Regions from separate parts of the Podarcis muralis genome. Here region 1 is linked to region 2. Evidence: chromatin contacts called from public Hi-C data. All regions are on one chromosome and are shown on one strand. Each heading gives the region's core, a stretch centred on a gene start, on an enhancer-like site or on the middle of the called end of the contact. The rest is flanking DNA. Distances are from core to core; before and after follow the strand shown.

Region 1 (4,489 bases), core at 1,037-3,536, 370 kb after region 2:
CCTGTGGAACGCCAACCCCAGAGAGGTGCATCTAACACCATCATTCATCTTCTCTCATATGCTGAAGCAGCATCTGGTTATCCTGGCCTTTGACAGTTAAGAGGTAGTTTTATGGGATGCACATCATCTGGTTTGTTACTTTTACCTATTCTGTACTGCTTCTGTTTGGAATTCTTTTACTTGATTTAAAATATAATAATTGTATAAACAGTTTCCCCTGTTGTTTTTAATTGGGTGGTTTTATTGTTGCAACCCACACTTATTCTCACACCTTATGGTGAAGGGCAGGAAAGCAATCTTAGAAATAAATAAGAAAATATATTTGCTTGCCAACAGAGGTCTGATAAATGGTCCTCTCTCAGAAGGGTGAGGTACATACACTGAGAATGTCCTTTCTCATGTCCCAACTGAACTTGCCTCAGATGTTGGCAGGAAAATTAGCATTGTTTCTGTTGTGCTTTACAAGCATTTATTTAAAACACTTCTGCACTTCTTAACATTATTGAATTTCGAAGAAGTGTACAAAGATAAAATTGAAGGCTAACAAAGCAGGATAGAATAGAATTCAATCCACAGTGAACTGACCAAATATACAACCCATCATCAGTGATCAAGGAATGCAAGGTGCTTTATTTGCTATGAATGTGGGAAGAAAACTAAGCTAGGTAATAATACATGGTTGAAATAATTCCAGGAGTAGGCTGGTACAGAGCAGAAGGGCCTGTTGTGTATACACACTACCCAAGTGGCAATGCTTTTTAACAGAGGATTTGGAAGGAATATGGAATGGATTTGGTTATAAGAAGGATCTGTTTCTGCTGTCTAGGCCCAGGCCAGTGTAAGATCTCCGTTTCAGTGTTAAGGAACAAGCACTGGGTTCTCACTTTTCTGCCAGGCCATTCAGTGTCCAGATGACAGCAATTTGGTTACTGGACAACGAAAATGGATTCTACGCACCCTAACTGTGGCCAAGAGACAGGTACTAATGAACTGGAAGAATAAAGATTTGGTTCTGTTTACTCAATAGATCAACAACATAACCACAGTTGCAACATATGAACGGACTACCGATAGACACAGACTTTGTTTGGATAAACATACTGACATTAAGAATGAATTTTTATAGCATTTAGTGGGTTATTAATAATCATATGTATCAGGACAAAAATAGTACTTATAATAATTATTAATATTAACAAATGACAGCAATGAGGGTATTCGTTAGTGACACAGTACAACATGTGCGGATATTAAATTCCCAAGAGAAGAATTAGCATGGAAACTCTTCAGTGTTAAAAAGCATGCAAAGAACTGCTTGCATTTTAACCATGAGTCATCTTTTTTTGTTCAGGCAGAGACATATTTCACCATGTCCTGACAGAAACTGAAAACTGTTCCAGTGTTCCATTCTTATACTGCTCTTTTATATTTGACCCTGTCCAACAACTGCCATCACTCTAGTTAATCCATTTCCAAACATCCCCAAATACCTTACTAATAAGTAACTCTCACATAAACAGTAAATGCAAGCCAATTAATGTACTCATAGCTACAGAGCAATTGAAAAGAAAATATAAATTATATTTCTATATCTCCCTATCCAGTGTGACAAGGAAGTCATTTAGCTGTAGCAGATAAGCACACCCACCCACTCCCAAAGCATTTCTGTGCATGGCTTAATACTGGGTGTTAATTCCCCACAAACAAAAATAACTAGAATTCACAAACAGAATGAAAATTACGCTAGAAATTTGATGACTAACACTTCCCTTAAAAACACGGGAAAATTTACATTGTAATGCAAATGCTGACATCAATATGCTGTAAAGGCTGCACAGCTGCGTTGGTAATACAATCGCTCCTCTCCTGCCCCCCTAATGAAATTGTACCTTGCTCATTTTTTAACAAAAAATATGTTAAAACACTGACAACGGATTGCCTACTTCAGCTTAAAAAACGCCCCATCTGACAACACAGCTCCGGAACTCTCCAGCCGGAAGATCTGGGGAACAAGCAAAACAGCCTTTGCACCTGCCAGCACAGACCGTGCCACGCTTTTATTTACAAAAAAAGGAAACCTGCTCGACAGAGGTTGATTTCAAAACAAAGCCAGAAGGGCAAAAGCCCAGTAAGTGGTGTTAATGGAGGGTGTTCTCCTCTTACCTGCAATGCAACATCGTTTAGTTCAACCCCCAAATTCCAGACACCATCCTTTCTTTCCTGCTATGGCTGCAAAGGCAGTGATGTCATATGCAGGAAGCCGTAGCAGTCACGTGACTGCGTGCTCTCTCTATTGGAGAGCTGATTGAGAGACAGGCAGCAGCCGGCGTCCAATCCTTCAGCATTAAAATCAGCCTGTTGAGAAATTTGCTTCCACCTTCGCAGCTGACACTGCAATTACTTGTGGATTCTTTTTATTTTGCAGCTATGCTATTAGATGACTATTTCATGCACAGTCTTGTTATGTTCTTATTTTGGGGGGGGGGAATGTGGGGGGGGGGCAGAATGTAGTTAGAAATTTTTTTATTCTTTTTGAATGAATATTCTGTTTTCACTGGACAAACTATGACACAATCCCGAATAAATCCCACATTTCAATTAATGCAGTTTCTTTTAGTACTTGTGTATAATACTTTAGTACTTGAGTAATGTGTGTGTGTGTGTGTGTGTAATACACTAATGCAGTTTCTTTTAGTACTTGTGTATTATATATAATAATGCACAAGTATTAAAAGAAAGTGCATTAGTTGAAATGTGGACTTTATTCAGGATTATGTCATAGATTGTCCAGTGAAAACAGAGAGAAACTGACACAGCTTCAGTTTAGGATGAGAATATTCATTCAACAAGAATGAAATATATATATTTAACAACAATAATAAAAACCCCAGACGTTAATGAGAACAAGAGCAGGGTTCTTCCCAAACCAGGGAAGGATTTCTATACTGTATAGCATTCATTTCCTCCTTTTCCCTCAGTGTGCACACAAACACCATACCAGGCTAATATTTTGGAGGCATAGTCTGGGTATGCCTCCGAAGGGCTGCATTTTGCCGCCCTTCCCCTTAAACTGAAATTTCCACTCTGAGGAAAGTCTGAAAGGGATTGCAGGCATGCTTGTTTGCAGGGCCAATGGGGTGGGGGTGGAAGGGGCAGGCGGGAGGGCCACTTGGCCTGGGCATCAAGCTCAAAGGCGCCTCAAATTCAGACACACTAATATTTGGGCACGATCGGTTTGGCGATTTACATGCTTCAAACCAAAATGTAGCGTGCGTGCTCAGAGCTGCAAATTTAAGGAGGAAAGAGCTGTGATTAAGTAAAAGGATCTTTCATTTTGCTTAACAGGTACTGATTTTGTCGTATTAAAGAGTCGATGTTTATAAATATTGATGAATGAGGGGCTGCTCCCCAAGCTGGCCCACCTACCCCTCCACCAACCCCCCCACTCCTTTTACACCTTGCTAAACCCTCATCCCCTCTCCCTCATTTCTTTTATGCCTCCCCAACCCCCCCTCCCCTTAACCTTGTCAAACCATACCTTTCAGCCCTCTGAAACCTCACACCCTTCCTTCAGGCATTGTTAAAACCACAGAAACCAACTCCTAGGGGCCAATGGGTCTTCGCCCCCCCCCCAATAAAATATCTGAAGGGGTCTGCCCCCACCCCAAGTTGATGGGCATTGCCATTCAAATGGTGTGTATGTGCTGCATCACATGATTATGAGGGGTAAGGTTTACTTGCTCCCCCAGTATTTTATTCAAGTTGGCACCCCTGGCCCAAACTATGCCCCACTCCGCTTATAACTTGCCAAACCCCCTTCCCCTTACAGTTTGCAAACCCTGCTTTGCTTCCCCTTACCTGCTTGCCTAAACCCATGAGCTGACAGAAGTCAGGACAGACCGTTGCACCTTTCCAGCAGCCATCCCGCACTGCTGCCATTTCTTTCTTCCGTGGCCTATGACACTGCAGAGGCCCAATCAGTGGGGTCTGTGCCAGATGAGCAGTGGCAACACAGCAGGATAATTGCTCTGGAGCTGCCCTGTCCTGTCTATTCCTCTGCGGCTCACCTGGGCTGTGCCCCATCTGCACTAGTCTTCTGGGCCACTTGCTCACTCATCTGCCTGCTTTGTTATCGTGCTAGTTTGCATGGATGCCTAATGGCAGCGTAACAGCCTTACAGTTTTATTATATAGTTAGAAATGTATCGGTTCTCCTGGCAGAAGATTAGACCATGATGAATATGTCCCCTCAGATCAACAGATCATGCAAACCAACCTCTCATCCTTTGTTTTCATGTTTCCATCTTAATTACTCAGAACTATTTGCACCAATGTTTACATCTTTATTTCCAAGTTTGGCATTCCATAAATGGAATCGGGGTGAAAACTCCTAGGGGCTGAAACCCTTTGACCCCCTCAATGTTCATCCATGCTGTACGTGATTTTATGATGTTGTATGCAATGCCCAGATACAATGCTGTCGCGCATGA
Region 2 (4,537 bases), core at 1,043-3,542:
GTTTGTAAATGGGTGACCAATAATGTAGTTTGAAGCTTGTTAGCTGTATTTATTTAGTCCTCTCATTATGCATGGATAGAAAGGACTATGGAAAGTTGCACACAGATCAGTCAAGATGTGTGGCCTTGAATAGCCTTGTGTTGGACCAGAGGTTACATTTGCAACTTCACCAGAATTTAAAATAAATTTGTGCCATTTGCACATTTAATGCTCTTTTCTGTTATTCTCCTTCCAGGGACATGTTATTATGATGGCAATGTCACGTCTAAGTTTTGTTTTGTTTTTGTTTTGTTTTTTGCCAGTGCATGAAATTCTAGGAGTTTCACAGTGTTTGTCGTATATTTATTTTAAAATCAACTGGAAATGAGTACTCTCTCAGGCCTGCTCTGAAATACTGTGAGAAACTGTTGAGTCCACAGAATATTTGTCATGTAGCCAAGGATCTCATCTACTGAATACCTTGTGGTTGGCTATAATCGGAAATAACATTTTTGGAAGGAAGTGTTGTTGGAACTAAAGCATTCTGTTTGAAGTATGTGCACTTGCACTGTTGCCAGAGAGATTCAAATATGGCCACTAGGAGGCTGTCTTACCACACAATACGCTAGATGTGTCTCTGTGTTCCAAGCCACAGATAAATAAATGTGTAGACAAGAATGATCACATCTTTAGAAAACCAACAGACTGGGCGAATCTATATGGCCTCACAGAAAAGCCATGGACATATATTCAAGATTGGCTACTGATTAAATAACCTAGGTTGATTACCTCTTAATTCACTTAGAGTTTTCAGGCCTGCATTAATAATTTTGAATATGAGTTCTGTGTTACGGGGCTAAAGAGAGGGAAACTATTCAAGCTGCTAACAGTGGGCATTTAGGGACTACAAGGCGATTAGAAAAACTGGTTCAGAAAATGAACAGTGGCAATTCTATTTAGTTATAGAAGGAGTTGTTGGCATCCATCTGTGTCGGGAGACAATGGAGGAGTGTGCCTTTGGGGGTGAAGTCAAACTGTAGGAAAGTTGCAGTGCCAGCTGTGGCTGTAGAGACCAATACAGGAGAGACATGTTTTGTTGCAGCTGGGGCAGATGAAGGCGTCCAGTTGTGCTGTTGCAGATGCACCATGGCATTTCTCCTCCCAGTGGTCATTCCTTCTCCTGGTCACACGACTTGACTGTCTGTCTCCAGGCACTGTGGTCATCTGCAAGGGATTTCCACATGACTGGGTTGTCATGTTTGAAGGCATCTTTGTAAAGGGGTAGAGAGTCGTCTTTTAATAAGGCACGGACCCTGTCCCCAAGCTTAACAATTCAAAGGGCATAAGAGAGATGGAGGGGACAGGCAGATGTGATAGGATTGTTCTGAAAATACCAGGACAAGAGGTGCATTGTAAACAGACATTTGTGTGCAGTGGTACCTCGGGTTACAAACACCTTGGGTTACAAACTCCGCTAACCCGGAAGTAGTACCTCAGGTTAAGAACTTTACCTCAGGATGAGAACAGAAATCGTGCGGTGGCAGCGGGAGGCCCCATTAGCTAAAGTATTCCCTCAGGTTAAGAACAGTTTCAGGTTAAGAACGGACCTCTGGAACCAATTAAGTTCGTAAACAGAGGTACTACTGTATTTATTATGGCCAGGCTGAACTCCCACTGGTCTTATGGGATGGAGTGTCCTTTGTGTCTTCCTTCCTCCCACATCTTGTACAACAGTCACGTGGCAACTGACAGTCAGAGCCCAGTGGTGCCTTCCTCTGGTTACAAACTTAATTCATTCTGGAGGTCCATTCTTAACCTGAAACAGTTCTTAACCTGAGGTACCACTTTAGCTAATGGGGCCTCCCGCTGCCGCCACGCGATTTCTGTTCTCATCCTGAGGTACAGTTCTTAACCTGAGGTACTCCCACGTCCCCTGTTTTTATGTCTAGCCATAGCAGAATGCCAGATTACCATGAAACGTGTTCAACAACAATTTGTTTTTTCAGTGTTCTACCTTCTGCCTGTTTTATTTACAAAACACAGCAGATAAATTTAATTAACTTAATTAAATCAATGCAAAATCACGGTGGACCCAAACTGCATTTGGTAATACCCCATAGGCTGCAAAAATAGCTACTGCAAGCCATGCTTTTTAAGGGAAGGTGGGTGAGTGTAACAGGCACATCAGGAAAATTAGCTTCAGCTGTGCTCTCTCAGGCTACAGGGAAGGTAAGTCTCATTTTTCTTAGCAGATGACTTAGGACTGTGGTAATAGCTATTTTTAGTTGGATGGCCTCTTTATTTACAGCTCCAAAGCATGTTTACCAGGAGGTAAGTTTTATTTAACTTTAATGACTGAAATCATGTAGAATTGGGCATAACATAAGAACAGTGGGGAATATCAGCATACCTTCCCCTTTTATAGTCCATTGTGCATCCCCCAGATAGTCCCCAAACTGTACTAAAGCTGATTTTTGGGACATGGGGAGGGGGAGGAAATTTATCCTGCTGGTAGATGTACCCCATTGGCTTTCACCCAGGTATAATCCACTAAACATTTTGCTAAGTTTGATAAAACTTGAGCCAGTAGTATGAAACTATTCCCAGTGTTTGTAAGCATGAGCAGAGAGACTTCAGTGAGATGGAACCCAAAATCACAGCAAGATTTTTAAAGGCCTGATGTTATATTCAAAATGAAAGTGATTTGCAGACAGTGTGTGCTTTTAAGAATATTTATTTTTCTGCCACTCGGAGTAGTGATGTTAGTCTGTTGCAGCAAAACAGTTTTGTGGCACCTGAACAAAGAGACTGGAAGTATAAGACTATGAGTAGCTATCAGCCATGATGGCTTTCCTCTGTCTCCATAGTCACAGGCCATATGCTCCTGAATAGCAGTTAATGGAAATTTCAGGAGGGGAGAATTGCACTCAGTCCTTGCTTGCAGGCTTCCCAAGGGCTGGCCACTGTGGGAACAGGATTTTAGACTAGATGGGCCATTAGTTTGGCCCAGCAGGGCTATTGTTACGTCCCTAAATTTGTTGCCTATAAGATTTGGTTGAGGAATATTGCATAGTCTGAAACATAAGGAGGGGCGGGGGTCTGTGTCTTCCTCATAATTTTTCTGAAATCACTGGTGCTATGTAGGGAGAGTATCTGCAGTAACACAAACTTCTAATTTTGATTTGTGTGTTCTGCCTTGTGGGTAGGTTTTATTGGCTTGGCATCCTTATGTTACTGGCAGGCACAGAAACCAAATTGCTCTTTGAAAATCTCATGGAAGCATATGATTCCCTTGTTTACTTCCAAAGCAGGCTTGATGCTGTGAATCAAGATAACTGAGCGAATCCTCAATTTAGTCATGCAGGCAAATTGATTATGGAAATTGGAAGAGAAATAGTAAACAGAATTTGGTGTGACAATAACACGTTGTGATCCAATGTCTCCAGAATGCTTTTCTCCACGAAGAACAATCCTTTAGCCGCCTTGTCTGTCAGTCACCTTGCCACTGAAATGCTATTCATGCCTGGAGGCAAAAGAAAGTTCTTAAACTGCGGAACTGTTCTCTTCAAATTACCTCAGCCAGAGAACTATATAGTTTGGTTTGGTCTATAGGGTTTTTAAAAACAAACAAACATTGATTTGTTTCCAGAGGGGTGTTTCGTTTTCATAAATGTGTCATCTGTAAAGGAGCATCCTATAGTTTCTTCCTATTGCCCTCCATGTCTTCCGGATAAATACATATTGAAACAAAATTCATATAAGTTGCACTTATAAGGATTTTAGAAAACATATTTTCATTTAATATGTACTATTTATTTCATATCCTTTATGTAAGGGATGTTCTTAGTTTTTATATTAAAGGCTTATTGCGAACTTATGCTCCCTTTTATTTTCATTTAGAGTAGATGATCTGCATGCCTAGAACCCCCAAGTTCTGTTCCTGACACCTTCAGGTAAGAAGAGGACTTTTATCTGAAACCTTGGAGAGCAACTACCAGTCAGTGTAGACAATACTTAGCTAAATGGGCCAATAATCTGCCTCTCTGTATAGGACACTTTTCTGTGGTTGTAATCCCTGTCACTGTTCTGTGTGACCTGTTGCCAGTGAATAGCTGTGTTAGGTTGTAAGTCTGCCTGTAAGCAAAGGCCAGCCTAGATCACTCAGGGCCTCTGAGAGGAATTATCAGGATGAGCTGTAAATCTTTGATAATTTGGAATATTTCCTGTTGAGTGAAGTCTAATTTTTTTTGAATGATACCTTTGTTCATTTGTTAAGAGGTATGCAGAACATATTCTATTCATATAGCAAAAATCCAAACTTATTTAAAAGTGTTGGTCTTAACCAACAAAGCCTTTCACAATACCTCATGGACCAGCTTTACCTCATACATGCCTACCCAGGCCCTCAAGTTATCATCAAAGGCCATCTCCTCTAGGAGAATTCCAAAGGGTAGCAACATATTCCAAAATATGTGGAATGGTCTTCCCAGGGAAGCTTACTTAGTGCCAAAGCTAACAGATGAATTTTTTTTGCAACTATTCCGGATGATATTTTCAT

The links. A called contact is a pair of places that touch in the nucleus more often than the background predicts.
Region 1: a Hi-C map of blood shows a contact between it and region 2, with 5 times the contacts expected there. The contact joins the promoter of CLCN4 here to the promoter of MID1 in region 2. A contact is called at or near these places in 2 of 3 Hi-C or Micro-C datasets (blood and tail).

The regions. Positions count from the first base shown.
Region 1 is chr4:68,888,923-68,893,411 of rPodMur119.hap1.1, forward strand. CLCN4 (chloride voltage-gated channel 4) reads right to left here and starts at 2,287. Exons shown (of 12, transcript XM_028727708.2): 1 at 2,164-2,287.
Region 2 is chr4:68,515,680-68,520,216 of rPodMur119.hap1.1, forward strand. It overlaps MID1 (midline 1), which reads left to right and starts at 2,293. Exons shown (of 12, transcript XM_028727705.2): 1 at 2,293-2,310; 2 at 3,880-3,932.